Regions from separate parts of the Mus musculus genome. Here region 2 is linked to region 1. The links are chromatin contacts, called in public HiChIP or PLAC-seq maps. All regions are on one chromosome and are shown on one strand. The core of a region is the stretch at or near the end of the contact, and the rest is flanking DNA. Distances in the headings are between cores, read along the strand shown.

Region 1 (5,710 bases), core at 1,040-3,539:
CTGACCACAGGAAGTGTCTACTTGGCCCACTCAGGCATAAAGCAGAGGAAGGAGTTTATGGATAACTTGCATGTAGGCAGGAGTAAGCTCACATAGGTTTTGTTCCAGGTGTGTATCTTTTAAAATCAGGAAAACTAAACTATAGTGTTAGAAGTCAATAGATGATGCTAAAATACAGAAAGAAGAGGGAAGTGACTAGACAGACAACTGGAGAGTGAACTCTGAAAATGTTTTGTTTTTTGGTTTGTGGACAAGGAGAAGGGAAATTTTTATAAAAAAAAAGGGGGGTATGACAATAAATTTATGATTAACAAAAGAAGATAGTAACATATTTTGAAAGATACCTATATTTCTGTGAGAATTAAATGGCCTTAGTCATCAATAAAACACATTTATACAACTTTCTTAGTCTTCCCTATTTCAATACACACACACACACACACACACACACACACACACAAATATATATTAGTTGAGACTGGCTTTGAACTCTCACCTGTGCTTTTCACATACTGGGATAACAAGTATGTGCCATAATTCCTGGCAAGAAATGATACTCCATCGAATTTGAAAACTAACATAGCCTAACGAAAATATGTAATATGTAAGGGATTTAACAAGCAAAACCTACTAGAGTTTATGAGGGTTTTTCATCACCATGATTACAAGTGACTTTATGGCAGGCCAGAATCTTCCTTTTCAGGAAGCCTCCTTAATGGAGTGTGCTTTGTAGCCTGGTGCACAATGGGAGGGCACAGTCTTTACAAGCACTGAAAAAAAAATAAGTATCTCCATTGGGATGCTTTTACCAAGCTGTTGTACAGTCTAGGTGCACATGTCTAGGTATAGAGAACTCTCCATTGCTCACATCTTCAGTGGGCATTAAATTCCCTTTCTCGGATCTTTCCTCAATCTTTCAAAGATGTAATTATTAAAGTCACCACTTGCTTTGAACAAATTCTCTTTGTTCAAAGAGCAGTAGACTTAAGAGCAGGGGAAGCAGAGGGAAGAGATGAACATTGGAAGAATTTATTATTATCTGAAACAGATTCAGTGAAGCTCAATATCCCACTGAGTATTATGTGAGTTATGAGATGCTCAACACCCTATGTTCTGTGATCTCAATTCCAATGTTACTGAACTGTATCAAATCCTGATTTATTTCCTTAAAGGCCAGCCTGGTGATAATTTGTCAGCACTGTGTACTCCCATGTGTTGGAACATCAAGGTTTCCAGAAGTTTTAAGAGAAAAAAAAAAGTAAAGGTCATATATATAGGGGTGTATACAGTATTTGTCCAGAGTTTATCAGATATTCAAGAGAGATGATTGGGGAACATGAGATGTGTGTTGAGTGGAGATGAGTAGGAGGGATGGCAAGGAGTGTAAACAATTCATTTACCTGTGTACAAAATGAGAGCAAAATCAAGGATAGCTAGTAGTTTAGAAAGAATTAATGGGAAGATTAAAAGTGTGTGTTGGGGAGAGAGAGATGGGAAGAGAGAAGGTGGGGAGAGGGAGAGAGATCAGGGAAGAAAGAAAAGTGAGAAAACACAATAATACTGAATTCTTTCTGGGTCTTGCTGACTATGGTTGGGGTCAGTGATCAGGGAGCAGAAACACAGAACAAGTATTGGATATCCCAACAGTTTGTACTAAAGATGGGAAATATCAACCCAGAATGTGCAAGTCCAAGGATGTGCTTGGTTTGAGATAAATTCCATGTATGCTTTGGTAAAAGACTGGGCATCAAGCTTAAGTAACCTTAGTCAAATCAGCACTTCTGTGCCTCAGTTTCCCCACTATCAAATTTGGTATTTTCTTTATTAAGCGATCAGATAATATGTGATTTAAAATTTGTTTAACACAAAATAAATAAGTATTTCTTTATTTTGAAGGTAGTAATTCTGTGTGGGATTTTATGATACCAAGTGAGTTTACCATGGTTTATACACCTCTCCATTATTTTCTAAACTGCTTTTAGGGACGACTTTGATGTGTGCACATTGAAAACAATCTTCCTCCAACCTTATTTTGCTGTGGTGTTTTGTACCAAAACTAAAAGAGCAAATTTCCTGTGTGCAGTGGTTCCTGGGTCTTGTTCAAAGCTTGCAGTCTTTCTTCTGCTCATTCCCACTGTGCATCTGTGTCCCACCAACAGATGATTCAATAGCACCGCCACAACACACAGTGTTTCTTCCTCTTTTAATGCTTACTGTCTCCTCCGTAGCTTCCTGCTCAGCCCTGTGGTCCACACCGTTCTTTAAAAAGCACAAACACATCTCTGCACCATCCTTGGAACATCACTTCTCATGGCAGGTATGTGTGCCCCTGTCAGCAGATGTAATAGTAGTGATAAAATAATAACCAGGAAGGATGCCTCTTGTATTAACTAACTTCAAGGAGGGTTTAAAAAAATAAAACAGAAAGCATATAATCTGCAGTAGATATTTTTAGACTTTCTGTGCTTTGATGCTTTCTGTGTTCATTGTTTTCTCGATTCTGTGTTTTGAAACTTGAACATGATTTTATGAAGTGCATACTTTTGTAAACTTTTCCTAACTGAGTTAGCAAGTGGTGTCTATTAGGCATCATGTTAAATTCAGAATAAAACAGAAATTAAATTGATCAACACACACCATATTTCTAACATGGGGACAAAGATGGCCAAATATAAAGGACACTTAAAACTTTATAACTTTTCTTGCTGTGTTGTGGCCTTGCAAAATCACTCAGGCTCACTGACACTGTGTGCTGTTGTTAGCAGTAGAACTATTTTTGACAGTATTGCGTTACTAATACAGATTCTTCTCATATCGAAATATCTTAGCCAATAGGCAAGTGATTTTGAATATGACCTAACATAATGTTTAAGAACAGAAATTCAAAGGCTGGCTTTGTGTCATAATTCAAGGTGCTGTTAATTGAACCCAGATCCTCAATTTATGCTTGTTATGGAACCTCCTGCCATACCAGGTCTAGAAGGTTCCTTTTTATTTTCCTGCAGACATTAACAAACCACTAATCAAAAAATGGTCTGTGTTCAAAGGGACCCCATTCCATCATGGTATTCTCCTGACAAGGATGGTATATAATAAATAACAGACTCTAGGTCTTGACAATATTCTGTTTGGTTTTGAGTGGGCCCTTACTAACTTTATATCTTAAGAAAATAGCATTGTGATTACTGCCCCTCCCCCTTTAAAAAATCATCTCTTTAACACAAAACTTTTTATTCATGACATTCTTGAGAGAAAAAAATGATTATTAAGCAAGCCCACCAAGCGTCATGACTGCTTGTGGATCTATTCTAACCATAGAGATAAGTTTCACTGCTGATTTAAAGAGTCAGAGGTAAATGACTCTAATGAGGCAGAAAATATGTATGAATAACCTCATCAAAGAACAAGGTATACCACTTCAAAAGATTGCTAATGGGTGGTCTTCTGAAGGAACATCTTCGTTCTCCAGTGTTCCACTAGAGAGAGGTGTCTGCACCACTAAAGGAAGAAGTTTTCAGGTTCATTCTTAATGGTTTCTGTTCTTAAGAACGTCATCCACAATGAAGGAGCTAGAGAAAGTACCCAAGGATGGGAAGGGGTCTGCAACCCTATAGGAGGAACAACAATATGAACTAACCAGTAACCCCAGAGCTCGTGTCTCTACCTGCATATGTAGCAAAGGATAGCCTAGTTGGCCATAAATGGGATGAGAGGTCTTTGGTCTTGCAAAGATGATATGCCCCAGTATAGGGTAATGCCAGGGCCAGGAAGTGGGAGTGGGTGGGTTGGGGAGCAGGGGGAGGGGAAGGGTATAGGGATTTTTGGAGAGGAAACTAGGAAAGGGGATAGCATTTGAAATGTAAATGAATAAAATATCTAATAAAAAAAAGGAAAAAAAAGAACGTCATCTTCTATGTCTGCACTTTCATCTGTTAGTCATTAATGTATGTGTTTGGTATTTTTTTATAGTTTCTAGGATCACTCGGTGGAGACTGATGTCTGTCATCTTTGGAATAAAATGTCTTTTCTTGATGGTTACTTTGGGAGTTTTGCTGATAAATTGTAAGTGTTCCTAAGCAAGTATATAGGAAAAAAATCAACATTGTGATTAAATAATTTAATAATAAACATTTAATTTTTCTAATGTGTAATATTTTATTTCATAAATACATGTCAAACTAAGCAAGTCTATAATAATTTCTTATAGCATTTACTATACAGAACATTCAATCAACACCTTCTCCAACCACCACTGTAGAATTCCAGGAAGGTAGGTTCCATTTTTCTTTCTAAATCTTCATGACTCAGAGAGGATAAAACAGAGAAGCTCATTCTACAGCATGGTTTCATTGAGTAAAATGGTCCCCCCGCCCTTTTTTTGTTCTGTATTAAAATTACATTGAATGTAAGCAGCGTAAGACATACTTTATATAAACACTACATGCAGAGGTTCATTTTTTCCTCAGAGTTTTAGAAGTTTTGGACTGTGTTCTTCTGGGCCTGCCTGCCTTTTTTTTTTGCAGCTCAGTTGAGACATTGTGCCACGGTGGAAGCATGTGTGGGTGATCAGCCACTCATGTAGTAGCTAGAAAGCAAAGGGGAGGAAGGAGAAAATGAAGAGGAGAGCTGCCACTCTCCAAGTAAGAGCCTCCCCTAGCACCCTAGAAAGAACCACTGTACCCCACATTTAAAAGTCGGTGGTACTGCTGCCTTATCACAACTTGCATGCAAATTTTCTTACATATAGATCTTGGAGGAAAATCTCAGGTCCAAAGTCTCCCATAAAATTGTCATCATTCTCATAAAAAGAGAACGCTCTATTCTGAAGCAGAACATACATGTTTCCTAACGAGTGTTCACGACTCGTTAAATGACAATACACATTACAGACAAATATTATTTTGCATTTTCTAACAAACTACGCTTTCATATTCTTCTCTTTCTTTGGCTTCTGTTTTTCTTTTTTTTTTAAAGATTTATTTATTTATTGTATGTAAATACACTGTAGCTGTCCTCAGACACTCCAGAAGAGGGCGTCAGATCTCGTTATGGATGGTTGTGAGCCACCATGTGGTTGCTGGGATTTGAACTTCGGACCTTCGGAAGAGCAGTCGGGTGCTCTTACCCACTGAGCCATCTCACCAGCCCGGCTTCTGTTTTTCAGAATGCAGTATAGACATCTCTATAAGAATAGACCTTACTCATAAAGGATAGGCCCAAACTCTATTTTAATATTTTTTTTTCTAATGCTCCTCAAGTTTATAGCTTTCTGATCATACAGTTAATTTTTTATTTTATCTCAATTTTAGTGCCATTTATGTGATAAAGATTTGAGTGCCTTAATGTATCATGATATTTATTATTGAGGAAGAGAGGTGCTAAAGATACACTGTCACCCCTAAACTGTCAATCAGATTTAAAGCTAGTTGGCTTATATATGTTCATGCTTTAAAAAAGAAAATAAAAAATCTTTTAAAGCACTGTAGCCTTCTCTGACTTAGGGAATTTGTGGGATGTCTCCCCTGTGAGTTTGTTTCCTCTAGTTATTGGACATTCACCGACATGCTCAGCTGTGGGTACATCCTCAAAGTTGTTCTTCTAGCTCTGGTCCCGTCCTGTTCTCTGCTATCGGCTAGATTTATTTTATCGTCTCATCTAGTTATCACGAATCATAGCAAAGGATTGAGAATGATGTCATTCTGAATCTATC
Region 2 (5,710 bases), core at 1,559-4,058, 500 kb after region 1:
ATCACTTGAGGATGGTTTGGAAAGTAAAACACACCGGGCATAGGACCACACAAAATGATTCTATGAAGATCAGGTTTTTTTAAAAAGCCTAGTTCTATGGAACAGAGGCTTGTGAGATACCAGGGGCCAGAGGCAGACAATGAGCAATTGCTACTCAGAGGCAGTTAAACTGCTGACAGAATTCTAGATATGAAGTAATGCATTGTGCCCACACTCGTCTATACACTTGTATGCACTTAGCATTGTGCCAAGATCTGTGATAATTGATATTACCTTAACAGTAATAAGAGACAAACAAATGCCGGGTGGGGTGGCAAATGCCTTTATTCTAAGCCCTTTGGAGGCACAGGCAGGCAGATTTCTGAGTTCGAGGCCAGCCTGGTCGAGAAAGTGAGTTGCAGTACAGCTAAGGCTACACAGAGAAACCCTGTCTCAAAAAAACAGAGAGAGAGAGAGTGAGAGAGAGAGAGAGAGAGAGAGAGAGAGAGACAGAGAGAGAGAGAGAGAGACAGAGACAGAGACAGAGACAGAGACAGACAGTGACAGAGACAGAGAGAGACAGAGAGAGAGAGAAACAAGAGAGGTTTGGTGTTGAAAGTCTGTTCTCCTGATTATGCTGATTCCATCAGTGTTTTGCCCACATGTCCAAATGTTTAAAGTTGAATACATGAAAATGTGTGCAGTTGGTTTTGCAAGATCCTCTCAATATGAATGTTTTGTTTAGAGAGTTGCAGTGAATGCCCATGGTCTATTAGGTAAGTTTATTTCCAACCTTCACTTTTCTGTGAAGAGGAATCAATGTGTAGCTCAGGCTGAACTTGAAATTTCTGGGACGTCCCTATATTACTGAAAGTTATCATCCTCCTCCGTCAACCTCACAGTCATTGGGATTACATCATTATGCTATGCTAGACAGGTAATTAAGTTATTGTAAAATAATTTGACAACAGCTTTTCTATAGGTTGGAATCTTTCAAAGATTGTTTTGGAGCTTTTTTTTCCTGTCACAAATTTTATAATGCAACAGTTTTAAATATATGAATCCTGACATAACCAGAATCATCACATCCTACTGTCACAGAGTGGTGAGATAATATACAAGATCCCTTTGTTACAAATCTTGTAAAAGTATTTAATGATAATTGATAAACTTTGTCAGTAAAAATGACTTGCATGGGCAAGAAAGATTCTTTGTGACTCTTGATCTTTTCATTTTTCCAGTCTCATTCACTCTGTCACTGGCAGAGTTGCAACCTTTAAACACCATGGTTGAACTTCCTTATCTGCCCCAGGAAGGGTCCCTTTTTACAAACGGTACAGATCTCTCAAAACCTGTCAGATGGGAAACATACATGCACAAACAAAAAATTCTTCTAATAACTGCCACCATGTAAATGCTCTAAGTCCATTTTAGCATAAAAATTTCATAAATACACTCTTACTAAAACCTTCCATATTCTGTCAGCAACAAAGTTGTAGACTTATATTTTCTAGACAGAAACAATCAAAATTATCAAAGGTATGGATTTGTAATTCGCTCCCCATGAGGCAGTAGGTGTGCCAAATAGAACTTGGCTTCTAGAAACTATAAGATTCTCCTCATTCAAATATGGATTTCTGAGTTTCCATATCTCTACATTAAGTAAGTTACCCCCAAATGATTAACCCAAAGATCACAAGCATCTTAACCTGCTGTATGTACTTCAAATCTGCCAGAGAAGAAATAATAGATAATAATGCAATTCTGTACTCATGGTATTTCTCTGCTACATACCTGTGTCTCATGAAGAATCTAAAACACTCTTGGTTTCACTGTCCCATCTCTCCTGTTCTCTGTTGAGGGATTCCAGAAGTTCATTGCTTGGCCTACAATCTATAGCCTTATTTGTCAACATTTCTTCCTTTAAGTTGAAATCCCTTTGCATGTTGCTGCAGTTATGGTGGTTGTTGAGAGTTTCATGGATTTCTTGTTTGTGTTGACTATACTGAAAAACTAAATTAATCACAGATATAAAATAAAAATGCTTAAGAGAAATGCATATCAATATTTAAGATTAGAGAATAGGCTTCACGTGGAGAGCCAACACATATTATTATTTCCTTGGTATTTTAACATTTATAAATTATTACTTCAATTTACTCATTATAGAAAGAGATACTTCAATTTTCTCTAAGTTAAGTTTACTGTAAAATAAATTAACAGAGCTGAAAAAATTATGGTGGAAGTAACTTCCATTCACTTCAATTTTACAGCAGAAATTTGCAGATAATTACCTAAGTAAAATAATCAGTGAATATTTAGCAAACTATGAAAATGTGAACTAAAAAGAAAAAAAAAACCAAAAGGACAAAAAACAAAACAAAACAAAAAAACACAAAAAAAACAAAACAAACAAACAAACAAAAACTCACGTTAAAAATGGCACAATTCTTCTTTGAGCATATGCTTTGTAATATATTCACATACAGAGTTATGTTTTGGCATAGCCTGAAAGTGATTCCCTTTGTTAATATAGAGAAATCCAATTAAACTTATCTTAATGTCTCTGTCAGATTAAATCTTTTTATGTATGCATAAAATAAACTTTGAAGAAATATAAAAACAAGGCCATTGATTCTTTGCACAGGTGTTTTTCAAAAAATGTTTATTTTACATTCGCAATCATCTGAGCTGAGAAATTAAATGATCATCAAGTCCTCAGAACGAATATGACCAAAAATGAAACTGAAAGGGGGAACTCTCAACAGTCCCAGAGCTAATAGATTAAGTATGAAAAGAAGAGAACACTGCAGTTTTTCAGGAAAAAAATATCATAACTCCAGAGATTCTGACTCATCTCCTCCTGATTATAGACAGAACATTGTACAGCATGTATTACTGCGTAGTTAATGTCTAAAGCTATTCTCTAGGCGGAAGCTCAAAGAAGGTGCATCTCAGTTACTTACTCTTTGTCACAAACACTGCAACAATTACCAGCCGAAGGGTACAGAGGATTCCAAGAGCTATCACAATGAGCTGCCAAGGAACTGAACACACTTAAATCAGCAAAACAAAACAAGAAAATCTCTATTAATAGAGTAGATCTCAATACTAATTACAATTTGTGTAGCATGGAAACAAGGAAATCTTTGCACAAGTCTATTATATGAACTGACTGAAAATGTACCCTCAAGATTGTAGATTTCTACCTAAAATGTAAGGATTTTAGAAATCTTACAGGTGTTCACAAAATTTTGAACAAGGCCTGAGCCTTGCACAGTGAATCCTCCTGACTCAGATTAGAAGGAGCTAGATGACAGGCATGTGCACTCACCCAATTCTATAGAGAAAAAAAAGTGCATTCTACAGATGTCATTCAAGGCATATATACTATCCAAGTACAAGGTATCAAGCTGAGGCATGCAGCCTACCAAGAGAGATAACTGAGGATGGGGAGGAAGGAAAGAGGGATGGATCTTTTTGAGAAATGGTAGGAAACCACAGTTGTTCTAGACATGATCTGTATGCATCGCCATCCTTGAAAGTGCCTATAATTCAAGAATCACTTTTTTCCTGTAAGTTCAAAATTGCTCCATATAATACTAAATATTTGCGTGTATCTAAGGTGTTTGGAATCTGAAACACATGCCTGTGACTTACATTATATCAAAAAAAGATAAAAATCGCAGCTTGGAGTACAGCTGTGCCAATGTGTATAGAGTAACTAAAAAGAATAAAAATTGAGATTTTCTCAATTTCAGTAAGAAACAAAATTATTCTTTGATATTTTTTCAGGAACTCCCCATGGGGTTTACTTATTCCTACATGGACGAATCCTCTCATCCCCTCTCTCTGCATCTGCAACTTTATTATCAAGAGGAAATGTCCTTTTCTGATGGACAACTGTTTTTGCATAGCGGCGTTATATATTTGGATGTTTATGACAATTAAAACATGTTCTCCAAGAGTAAAAGTATTGATTATAATGCATAGGCTTCATTTCCTTAGGATTTTACTTCTCTAGAAAATTGTTTTTTTCTCCAGACCCTAGTTTGTCTGCCAGTATTAAAGTTTAGATGTTTATGACAATTAAAACACTTTCTTCATGTATGAAAATATTGTTTCTTTTGGGGGAGTTTGAGAAAGGTTTTCTCTGTTTTGCCAGGCTGTCCTGAAACTCACCCTGTAGACCAGGCTGGCCTCAAACTCAGAAATTCACCTGCCTCTGCCTCCCAATTAATGGGATGAAAGGCACGCTCCACCACTGCCAGGGAAAAGTATTTTTTTCTAATGCATAAGCTACATTTCTTTAGGAGTTTGTTGTTCTAGAACATTTCTTAAAAAAAAAAACACTCTTTTTTTTAATGTTAGTTTTGAAGTTTTCAGAATTCTTCTTGACTAGACTAAAGGAAAAAAAACCCTCCTAATAGTTTCTTACTTCTTGTTTCCCAAGAAATGTTTTCTCACCAATTACCATTGTTCTAATCAGCCCATCTGATTTATTCCCTTATCAGCAAACATCTAAATGGTAGAAGCGTTATATATTTCTTTCTGTTTGATATTTAATTTTAAAACTTGATTGCTTTATTTTTAAACTTAATTTTGTACAATTTTGTACATAATAACCCTCCAACTAATACTATTTTCTTCTCTCACCCTCGTGTATAATTAAGCCAAGATGAAATGGAACATTTTACTTTTCAATAAAAGCCAGTAGGATATTTTCAAACTATTAAATATTTAAAATACATCTTTTAAAAAGTGATTTTAAACACTTAAAACACTTACCTCTTAGGCCAGCTTTTCTAGATCTCTGAGTCCCCTCAAGTCTCACCTGGCTGTTCAAACCTGAAGACTTATGGAATCTCATAGTTGGGAAAGCGACTTCCTGCTCACCCATCTTGGGAATACGTAGAGTATGTTCTTTTAAAAAATATGTCCTTGAGTGATTTATAAAGATAACGTTAAAATGCCAACCTATTGGAAGGTACCTGGATCTGGTGATACAGAAGGTTGAGAAAGGGTGGGGTTTGACTAACTCACTTAATCATCCAAAATCCCTCAAATTCCATTAGAAGTGAGAAACCTTTGCAGACTTGCATTAAAATTGCTTTTATTTCTAATGGTAACAGCAGTTTATAGGAAATATAGAAGTATTAATGCCACAGCCCGTTTGTTCAAAATATCTAGCACATAAAAATGCTAGGTAAAAGTGCTACCACTGAAAAACATTGAAAAGAAATTTAAACAATCTATTCAAATAACAAAGAGTCAAAGATTTAGGAATAACTAAAAATGATGCTTTAAAATTATTTACACATTTGGATAAATACATGAATGCTAAATGATCTTTCAGTTATATATATGTGTGTGTGTGTGTGTGTGTGTGTGTGTGTGTGTGTGTGTTTGTGTGTGTGTGTGTGTGTGTGTGTGTATGTGTGTGTGTGTGTGTGTGTATCAGACTTTCCCAGACACTACTGCAGGTGACACAAGAGACAGAAATATCTCTTAATGAAGCTCCAATCAGCTGAGATATCCAACCTCTCAACACAGCCTCAGTCTACACATTCCTCCATATGGTTGGACCAGGTAAGTGGATGCAACCAGAAAAGATCTTACTGAGTGGGATAATTCATGCCCAGAAAGCCAATACTGAATATTTTCTCTTATCTGAGGTTTCTGGTTCAGTCTTCAGAAAAGATTTGTTATCTTTAGTAACTGAATCAACCAG

What was found. HiChIP or PLAC-seq counts read pairs in DNA pulled down with a chosen protein or histone mark.
Region 2: a contact with region 1 is called in an H3K4me3 HiChIP or PLAC-seq map of bone marrow-derived macrophages, with 9 times the contacts expected there. The contact joins the enhancer-like site here to the promoter of Klrd1 in region 1. A contact is called at or near these places in 2 of 39 promoter capture datasets (the HPC-7 cell line and neutrophils), 1 of 484 Hi-C or Micro-C datasets (bone marrow-derived macrophages), 3 of 115 datasets of contacts at active chromatin or transcription factors (bone marrow-derived macrophages, large pre-B cells and memory CD8 T cells) and 1 of 9 other capture datasets (macrophages).

Annotation. Positions count from the first base shown.
Region 1 is chr6:129,589,521-129,595,230 of GRCm38.p6, forward strand. It overlaps Klrd1 (killer cell lectin-like receptor, subfamily D, member 1), which reads left to right and starts at 2,290. Exons shown (of 6, transcript NM_010654.4): 1 at 2,290-2,317; 2 at 3,970-4,062; 3 at 4,208-4,270. The coding sequence starts at 2,311.
Region 2 is chr6:130,089,798-130,095,507 of GRCm38.p6, forward strand. It overlaps the pseudogene Klra11-ps. Among named protein-coding and RNA genes, the nearest start is that of Gm22621, 21 kb to the right of the region's middle. Within about 2 kb of position 2,809, at least 15 of the 459 cell types and tissues checked have an H3K27ac peak or open chromatin away from gene starts, as enhancers often do. A contact at or near this core is called in bone marrow-derived macrophages, macrophages and memory CD8 T cells, where this site is marked.